Linked DNA regions of Mus musculus: regions 2 and 3 are each linked to region 1. A link is a contact called in public promoter capture Hi-C data. All regions are on one chromosome and are shown on one strand. The core of a region is the stretch at or near the end of the contact, and the rest is flanking DNA. Distances in the headings are between cores, read along the strand shown.

The links. Promoter capture Hi-C pulls out the DNA fragments that hold promoters and counts their contacts.
Region 2: a contact with region 1 is called in a promoter capture Hi-C map of liver, with 3 times the contacts expected there. The contact joins the promoter of Galp here to the promoter of Zfp954 in region 1. A contact is called at or near these places in 5 of 39 promoter capture datasets (embryonic stem cells, hippocampal neurons, liver and 1 more) and 1 of 9 other capture datasets (liver).
Region 3: a promoter capture Hi-C map of pre-B cells shows a contact between it and region 1. The contact joins the promoter of Olfr1344 here to the promoter of Zfp954 in region 1. A contact is called at or near these places in 23 of 39 promoter capture datasets (the 3T3-L1 cell line, 3T3-L1-derived adipocytes, the C10 cell line and 15 more), 3 of 484 Hi-C or Micro-C datasets (embryonic fibroblasts, gonadal supporting cells and nephron progenitors), 4 of 115 datasets of contacts at active chromatin or transcription factors (astrocytes, embryonic limb bud, embryonic stem cells and 1 more) and 2 of 9 other capture datasets (embryonic stem cells and pancreatic islet).

The regions. Positions count from the first base shown.
Region 1 is chr7:7,120,082-7,122,859 of GRCm38.p6, reverse strand. It overlaps Zfp954 (zinc finger protein 954), which reads left to right and starts at 1,384. Exons shown (of 5, transcript NM_172738.3): 1 at 1,384-1,637. The coding sequence starts at 1,560.
Region 2 is chr7:6,195,674-6,198,451 of GRCm38.p6, reverse strand. Galp (galanin-like peptide) reads right to left here and starts at 1,362. Exons shown (of 6, transcript NM_178028.2): 1 at 1,100-1,362.
Region 3 is chr7:6,438,509-6,441,286 of GRCm38.p6, reverse strand. It overlaps Olfr1344 (olfactory receptor 1344), which reads right to left and starts at 1,385. Exons shown (of 1, transcript NM_177061.3): 1 at 420-1,385. The coding sequence starts at 1,385. The coding sequence ends at 420.

The DNA of each region.
Region 1 (2,778 bases), core at 135-2,634:
TTTGTGGAGCTGGTGCTTGCCACATTGCTTGCAGAAAGTCTGGAGTATCTTAGTAATGTTCACATGTTTACAGGAGTAGTACTGGCACAGAAAGGAAATACAATCTTCAGGAGAGTAAAAATAAAAACAATAAAAACAACCTTCTAGGACTGGATTGCTATCAGGGACATCAGCCCTGTGCCTGGGCTCATTATCCAGACCCCAGGGTTCTGTAACATCAGTAGACCGGGGACCATGTACCATCTCATCTGCATCAAGAGTTTGCAGCCCAGCTGACCCAGCTGACCTGAGAGGCTCATGAATAGAGGCATTCCTACTTAAGGCTTAGAATCAGTCACACTAAGGCAGCAGATTTCAGACTTGTCCAGATGTCAGAAGACAAAACCTATCTCCGCTCCTACCTTCCAACCTTGTTTTTCTTTTAGTAAAAGGGTTTCTTGTGTATTACTGGAAATTGCTCTGTAGAGAAAGTTAGCCTTGAACTCCAAGATCCATTTGTCTCTGCCTCTCAAGTGCTGGAATTAAAGGTGTATGAGCCATCTCTTCTGGGTATTGTAGTTCAGACAATGTGGACCATGGGAAACCGGGACAGTTGCAGAAGGGGAAAGTGGAGAAGCGATATGCATGAAATTAACAGGACTTCTGCGGACACTGTCATGATTACAGATACGCCCGTGTTCGCATTTTCCAGAGCAGTCTTGGGGGGGGGGGGGAGTACAGCAAAGCTTCCTAAATGTTCCTAAATGTTCCTTTAATTTTCTCTTAGCACAATAGAAGCATTAATCCTGACGACTCCATAGTGGTGTGAGAAGTGTCTGAATCTAGAGTCCTGTGGTGAAGGAATCTTTGAATCCAATCCAAACATGTCCTTTTCCCCTCTTCCATGGTCACCATTTCTGTATTTATTAGCCCACGAACCTGGCGAGTATCATTTCACACAAGGCAAATGTCTCAAATGCAAAATTCAACTTTGCCCGTCTCCTGTATTTCTAGACATCAAATAAAACAAGGTTTCACTATGTAGCCCTGTCTGGCCTGGAACACACTATGACAGCTTCGAAAACACAGAAATCTACCTGCCTCTGCCTGCAGTTCTGTAATTTAAGAGTTCCAGCAAGCCTGACCTTGTGACTCAGCCTCTACTATTTCTAATCCACATCTAACTCACCTAAGGTAGAAAACGGTGTGGAGAAAATAGTCTCCACGCCAGTGCCAAGAAATCCACTGAAACTTGGTCTTGTCAAGCAGGGCAGTTGTGTCCGGATCGCAGAAATTTGCTCCTGCATGAACTACATTGCCCAGAAAACATTGCATGAAACTCAGCCAATGAAAATGGGCATTTCAGCGACGGCGAGAACCGTTGGGCGGGACTTTTGGCTTTGCGTGCTGGAGGTTCTTTGTAACTTCCTGGACCCGTCAGTATGGCTCACAGAAAACTGGTGTCATCTGCTTTGGCCATGGCAGGAAAGCCGGCACGTTAAAAGCGTTTGTCCCCCGTCACAGAGACGGATCTGAGGTTTGCGACAGCTCGTGTGATCTGATCCAGGCTTCGAGTGCGGATGGCGACTTCCCAGGGCCCCACCATCCTCTGGAGCCCGATGGTGATTGTGGAGGCTGCGGGTGGAGCCCTGCCCCAGGTGAGTGCCTAGTGATCGCCCACCTACCTGAGTTCTAGAGCACTGAGATCTGGGTCAGGAGCCAACAGGGCAGACGTTCATGTCCCCGACTGTAGGGTACGGATGAACGAAATAATGTTTTTTGACATCTGTGTGCTAGATCGCTAGAGCCATCCCCTCTGACTCACAGTGCCTGTTGGACTGTACCTCCCAAGGCTTGTGGGCGGGCCTGAGCTCGGAGACAGAGCCCTGGGGTGACCTCTACTGGCGTTTTAGATGAGGGAAAAAGGGCCCAGTACCCCTAAGGACCTGACTTTTGTTTATAGAGAGACTGGTAGCCATGGAAGATTTGAACAGAGGTGAAACTTGATCTATTCAAACTTTCCCAAGCATCTCCGGGGGAATATTGAGCAAGGATGAAGTTATGTGGATGGAGACAGAGATCTATGAATCCTTAGGTAAATGCTGTGGACTAATGCAGCAGTTAGGGTTGTAGACCATAGAGGGAGAGATTAGTCTTCAAATATCTGAATTTTTTTGAGACATATGTAAACGAGGCTATGTAAACGAGGCTAGAATCAAACTTGCAATCCTTTAGAGTGATTGGATTAAAGGCAGGACCTCCCACTTCCTGCTTGTTTGACTTTAAAGTAGTACTTTCTTTCCCTTTTATTATTCATTCATTCATTTACTTACTTACTTACTTACTTATGTGAAAACATTCAGCATTTAACTAAAGTCTGCTGTGTTAACTACTTTTCCCCCTGGAACTCAGGTCTGGCTGGCCTATGTAGCCAGTGCTTGCCTCAGTCTCCGAGATCTGCCTTCCTTTGCCTTCCAAGTGTTGCAGTTAAAGGGATGCACACCATGCTTACCCAATAACTTTTTTTTTTCATTTTCCCCTTGGCTTTTTATAGAGACAGGGTTTCTCTGTGTAGCCCTGACTGTCCTGGAACTCTCTCTGTAAATCAGCCTAGCCCTGAACTCAAAGATCTACCTGTCTCTGCCTCCCTAGTTCTGGCATTAAAGGAGCGTGCCACCACTGCCTGACATCTTTTTTGGTTTTTTGAGACAGGCTTTTTCTGTATAGGATTAAAGATGAAAGCCACCACCACCTGCCTCCCAATTGTATATAGATAAACCTATACATTCTAAAACAATT
Region 2 (2,778 bases), core at 113-2,612, 920 kb after region 1:
TAGACCCTTTTGCATAGAACCTCTGCACCTCTGCCCTAGGGACAGGGGTCAGAGCCTCTAGAACTAAAATTACAATTGACTGTGAGCTGCTTGATGTGGGTACTGGAAACGGAGCCCAGGTCGTCTGCAAGAACAGCCATTGTGTTTAACTGCCAAGCCACCTCTCCAGCCCCCTCCTATATACTTAGATTGCCTCTGGGCAGTGTCGCCTAGAACATTGAAAATAAAAAATCCCCTGTAAATAATGCAACATTGTGTCCTTAAGGAAACATAAGAAAAATGTCCATGTTTGGAGGACAGCTCCCCCTCCCACTCCTAGGAATCAAATTCCAGGTCATTGGGGTTAGCTCCAACCACCTTCACCAGTTTAGCCATTTAACTAGCTTTCCCTGGTTATTTTTAATTTTTGATTATTTGAATCCATGGGTTTGCAATGTGTGGTATAGACAGCTTACTGATAGAACACTGAGACCAGAAAAAAAAAAAAAAACAGCATAAGGCTCTCCAGAGTCAGGTATGGTGGTGTTGTACACCCATAACCCCAACACTCCAGAGGCAGAGGCAGGAGGATTAGAAATTCAAGGTCATTTTCTTCCATGGAGCAAATTTGAAGCCATCCTGGACTACATAAGATCCTGCCTGAAAAACAGAGGTCAGCTAAGCAGGTGAAGGTGCTTGCTGCCAAGCCTGATGGACCTGAGTTCAATTCCCAGGAGCTGCAGAGGTATAGGGAGGGAACTGATCCCTACGAGTCGTCTTCTGAGCTCCACAGTCGTGCTGTGGGACATAAGTGAGCACACACACACCCCAAATTAGTAACTAATGTAATAAAAAGGAAAAAAAATCAAGGAAGCAAGCAAAATATTCCTCTATCCACCTTTACCCATGTTTCTCAGACCCACTACCACGCACGTGGAATTTGACCATACCCACGCTCCTCCTCTCTGCTTCTCTGTGCATACCTTCCTACCGACCCATGCTCGATGCCCCATCTTCCCTACTGCCCCATCCTGTCATGGCCCTGCCAGTCTCTGAGATGCTTTTACCATCACTGCTGTCAGATCCCCCAGCCTCCCCTCCCTCCAGCCCAGGCTCTAACCTGTGTGGAGCTGGCAGCACCGGCTGGGCTGGGCGGCTCTCAGCAGCAGCGGGGATCCTGGTTTGTGAGCTTCTGAGGAGAATGAGGAGGTTAGGGAGAGAGACAAGGGTGGGCGGGCTAGTGAGGATGGAGGCAGAGAGGACGACTCATCCACTTCAGAGTTCCTTAACTGGAGTGTGAGGTCAGACAAAGGTGCCTTGTGGCAGAAAACATTTCTCTGCCACAGCCATTGCTGGCAGGTCCTTGATTTGAGACTGTCTTTCCTTCACTGCCTCTTTATGGTCTCTCTAACCTGTGTTTTGTGGTTTTCTGTTTGTTTGTTTGTTTTGTTTTCATCGTGTGTGTGTGTGTGTGTGTGTGTGTGTGCTGGGGGTCAGAGAATAACTTGTGAGTATTGGTTTCCTCCTTCAGCCACGTAGGTCCCAGGAATGGAACTCAATTTGTCGTGACAGCTTGCCATCAAGTACCTTACCTAATGAGCCATCTCAGATCCCCTTGTGTTTCTTTGTTGTTCTTGTTTTGACATAGGGTATCTGTAGCCTAGGCTAGCCTCAACTCCAGTTTCAGCAGAGGATGACTTTGAACTCTTGATTCTCCTACACCTCCAAGTTTTATAATAGCTATTATCACACCTAGTTTGACCTGTGTCTTCTGTTGCATGTATAATAAAGGTCCTTTCTTCTTTGTGTGTGTGTGTGTGTACATGCGTGCACATGCATGTGTACATCTGTCTGTCTGTCTGTGTTTCTCAGTGTTTCCTTTCTCCATGAACCTCATTCTAAAAATGGCTCCTGGAGCTGACTTTGAAAGCTCATAGTTATTTTTTGTGGTTGTTCTTTTTGTTTGTTTTCCAGGACAGAGTTTTGTGTAGTGCCAGCTGTCCTGAAACTCCTTCTGTAGACCAGACTGGCCTTGAACTCACAGAGATCCACCTGCTGCTGCTTTCTGACTGCCTGGATTAAAGGTGTGCGTCACCACCTCTCAGCCCGGAAGGCTTGCGCACACATGTAATCCCAGCACTTTGGGGACTGAGGCTGGAGGCTCATGAGTTCCAGGCCAGTCTGGTCTTTAGTGAACCCCTGACTCAACCAACCACGGAACAAAATAAGGGACTGGAGAGGTGGCACAGATGTTAAGTGTGTTTGCTGCACAATCACGAGGTCCAAGGAATTTGGACCCCAGGATCCATGTAACAAGCCAGATGTCCTATATCCTCCTATATTCCCTGCTTCAATTTGGGACAAGGGGTGGATAGACAGAAACAGGCAGATCACCAGCCTAACCAAGAAAAAGAATGAGTCCTGGGTTCTAGGAGAGATGCTACCTCAAAGGCTTATGTGGAGAGTGGTGAGAAGGGACACACAGCACCCTCTTGTGGCCTTTGTGTGTGCATACAGGTACACTCACCCATGCGCACACATATATTCTCTAAAATTCCATCACTTATTTATTTATTTGTGGTAATCATATGCCATAACACACGTGTGGAGGTCAGAGGACAACCCATCATATGAGTCCTGGGTATTAAAGTCAGGTCATCTGCCTTGATGGCTAGCACACTCCCCCAATGAGCTATCTCACTGCCTTGATGGCTAGCACACTCCCCCAATGAGCTATCTCACTGCCTTGATGGCTAGCACACTCCCCCAATGAGCTATCTCACTGCCTTGATGGCTAGC
Region 3 (2,778 bases), core at 136-2,635, 680 kb after region 1:
CTCCACACCCATGAGTATCTAGGGAGCACAAACTGGACTCCAAGGAGTGATTTTATTAAGTTGAGGAGTGGATGGGGGGGGGGGGAGGTTAGATCTTGGACGATTTTAGGGAAGGCATGGGCAATGGACATGATCAAAATACAGTCTGAGAAATTATGTCAATAAAGACATAATATTCAAGATTTTTTCAAAGAAATCTCTATGTAGGGACATATCCATTTAATTCCAGCACTCAGGAGGCAGAGGCAAGTGAATCTCTGTGAGTTCGAATCCAGCCTGGTCTATCCAACGAGTTCCGGGCTAGTTAGGGCTATACTGAGATCCTCTCTCAAAAACTTAAAAATAAAACAAAAGAAGATACCTCCATGGAATTTGAACAGACCAGACTGAGAGAAAATTCTGTGCCCCGCAGAAGTCGCTTAGTGCAACACAATGCGCGTCCCCCGCAGCCGGGCCAGGGCATAGCGAGCTGCCATGTGGACCTCACGGTTTCGAAGGCTGTAGATGAGTGGATTGAGGACAGGTGTGACCACCAGGTAGAAAACTGCCACCAGTTTATGGTGTCTAGCAGGAAGATCACTAGAGGCTTTGGGCCGCAGGTACATGGCACTCACCGTGCCATAGAAGAGCCCCACCACAGCCAAATGTGAGCTGCAGGTGGACAAAGCTTTGTGGCGACTTCCAGCAGAAGGCAACTTGCGCACAGCAGCCAGAATCCAGGTGTAAGAGGCTAGGATGAGGACCAAAGGTACCAGGAGGATGGGCACGCCCAGGCCATAGACCAGCCTGTAGTTGGCTGTGGTGTCCGCACACGCTGTCCTCAGCACCGCAGGTAGCTCACAGAAGAAGTGGTCCACCGCTGCCCTCCCAGGACAGAAGGGCAGGCGTAGTGCAGCCACCGCATTGGGTACAGAGAGTGCAAAGCCCAGTGTCCAGGATGCTCCAGCCAGCGCTGCGCAGCGGGGGGCGGTCACCAGGGTCGCATAATGCAGCGGTCTGCACACAGCCAGGCAGCGGTCCAGGGCCATCGCTGCCAAGAGGATGGCCTCGCAGCTGCCCAGGGAGATGCCCACGTACAGCTGCGTGCCACAACGTACCAGGGAGAGGCGGGCACTGCGCATGGTCATGTGTGCCAGCGCCTGCGGTAGCGTGGTACTCACATAGGCTGTGTCCAGCAGGGCCAGGTGGGTCAGCAGGCGATACATGGGCCGATGCAGTCGTCTGTCCAAGGCTATCAGACCCACTAGGGCACCATTACCCAGCACAGTGGTGAGGTAGGCTAGAAGAAGTGAGGCCCACAGCAGGGGGCGCAGGGAAGGTGGGGCCCACAGTCCCAGCAGCAGGAACTCTGTGGTTCCTGAATCATTGAGGGTTCCCGGGCCCATCCTGGAGACAGAGACAAATAGCAGGGTCACTGCAGACAGTCTGAGCTGGGAGTGTAAGGGATGGCAGGACCCAGCTCCTTCTCCATTAGTCTCCCTTCCCAGCACTCTCCTTCCTCATTTTCCCGCCTCATTTTCCCTCTCCTCCCACCACACACACACACACACACACACACACACACACACTCCAACTCTTAAGTTACATCTTGTTTACCCCCGCCCCTCACCCACCCCCCCGTGCCTCTTTATGGTTACAATAGCTTGCTGTTGTAACTTGCACATATATTGAAGGAAAAAATGTTTCTGAGTCTGAATTTTTCCCTCATAAAATAAAGGTTTTGAGTGAGAGCCCAATGAGCTGAGCTTAATCTTTGACAAACTCACACAATGGAAGGAGGCAACCAACCCTAACCTCCACATAACACACACACAAAGACACAGACAGACAGACAGAGAGACAAACAGAAAGACAGTGAGAGAAGAAAATAAATAAATTAAAATACATTATTCATATCGTTTTGTAAAAGAATTCTCTCTCTCTCTCTCTCTCTCTCTCTCTCTCTCTCTCTCTCTCTCTTTCTCTCTCTCTCCCTCTCTTCTCCATGAGCTGGACCTGAGATACACAAATATCCAAGTCTTCCAGTGGTTATAAACCCACTGAAGTCATAGGTACTTGGAAGTCAATTGTGAGACATGCCTATAGACATACCTAGCAAATATTGGGTCAAGACCGTGATAGAAGAAAGATGGAGAGAGAACAAATCGCTCAGGAGCATTTCTGCCCTATGTGCACACAATTGCTTTGTACAACGGGCTCTCTGGATCACAAAACATCTTATTCATTCCCTGTGGGTGTCCATTACGAATCTGAAGCCTCAACAGACTCACCTCCCAGAAACTCCTATCGCCTCCTTTACCACATGGATTCTTTGCCCAGTTCCGCACTCAGACTTGCTCCATAGCTACACATCCCCATCATGGAGTAGATAGATGCTTCCCACCTCCAAGGATACACAGTATGCTCGAGGCTCCTGGGCTCGGAAGCAGGAAAAACAGCAAATTATCCAGGCTGTGATCAGGTAGGAGGAGTTAAAGCCCTCTACCCAGATCCACAGAGAGTTCTGACACAGAGGGACTGGGGGAGCAATTACAAGGCTCCTCGCCTTGCTCTCTCCCTAGGTCAGGACATTGGGACCACACTTGACTCTCACAAGAACCCATTATTGGCCATCAGTAATGAGGCTTCAGTGGGTTGATCTCGGCCCTGGGTCCCCATGGGCCCCATCTACCTTTTCTAGATGTGAGACTGGAGGTCACCCTGAGAGAAAAGCTAGGAAAATTCCTCTCTGTTCTATCATTGTCTCCATCTCTCTTTGAAGGTTCCTTATCTAATAAT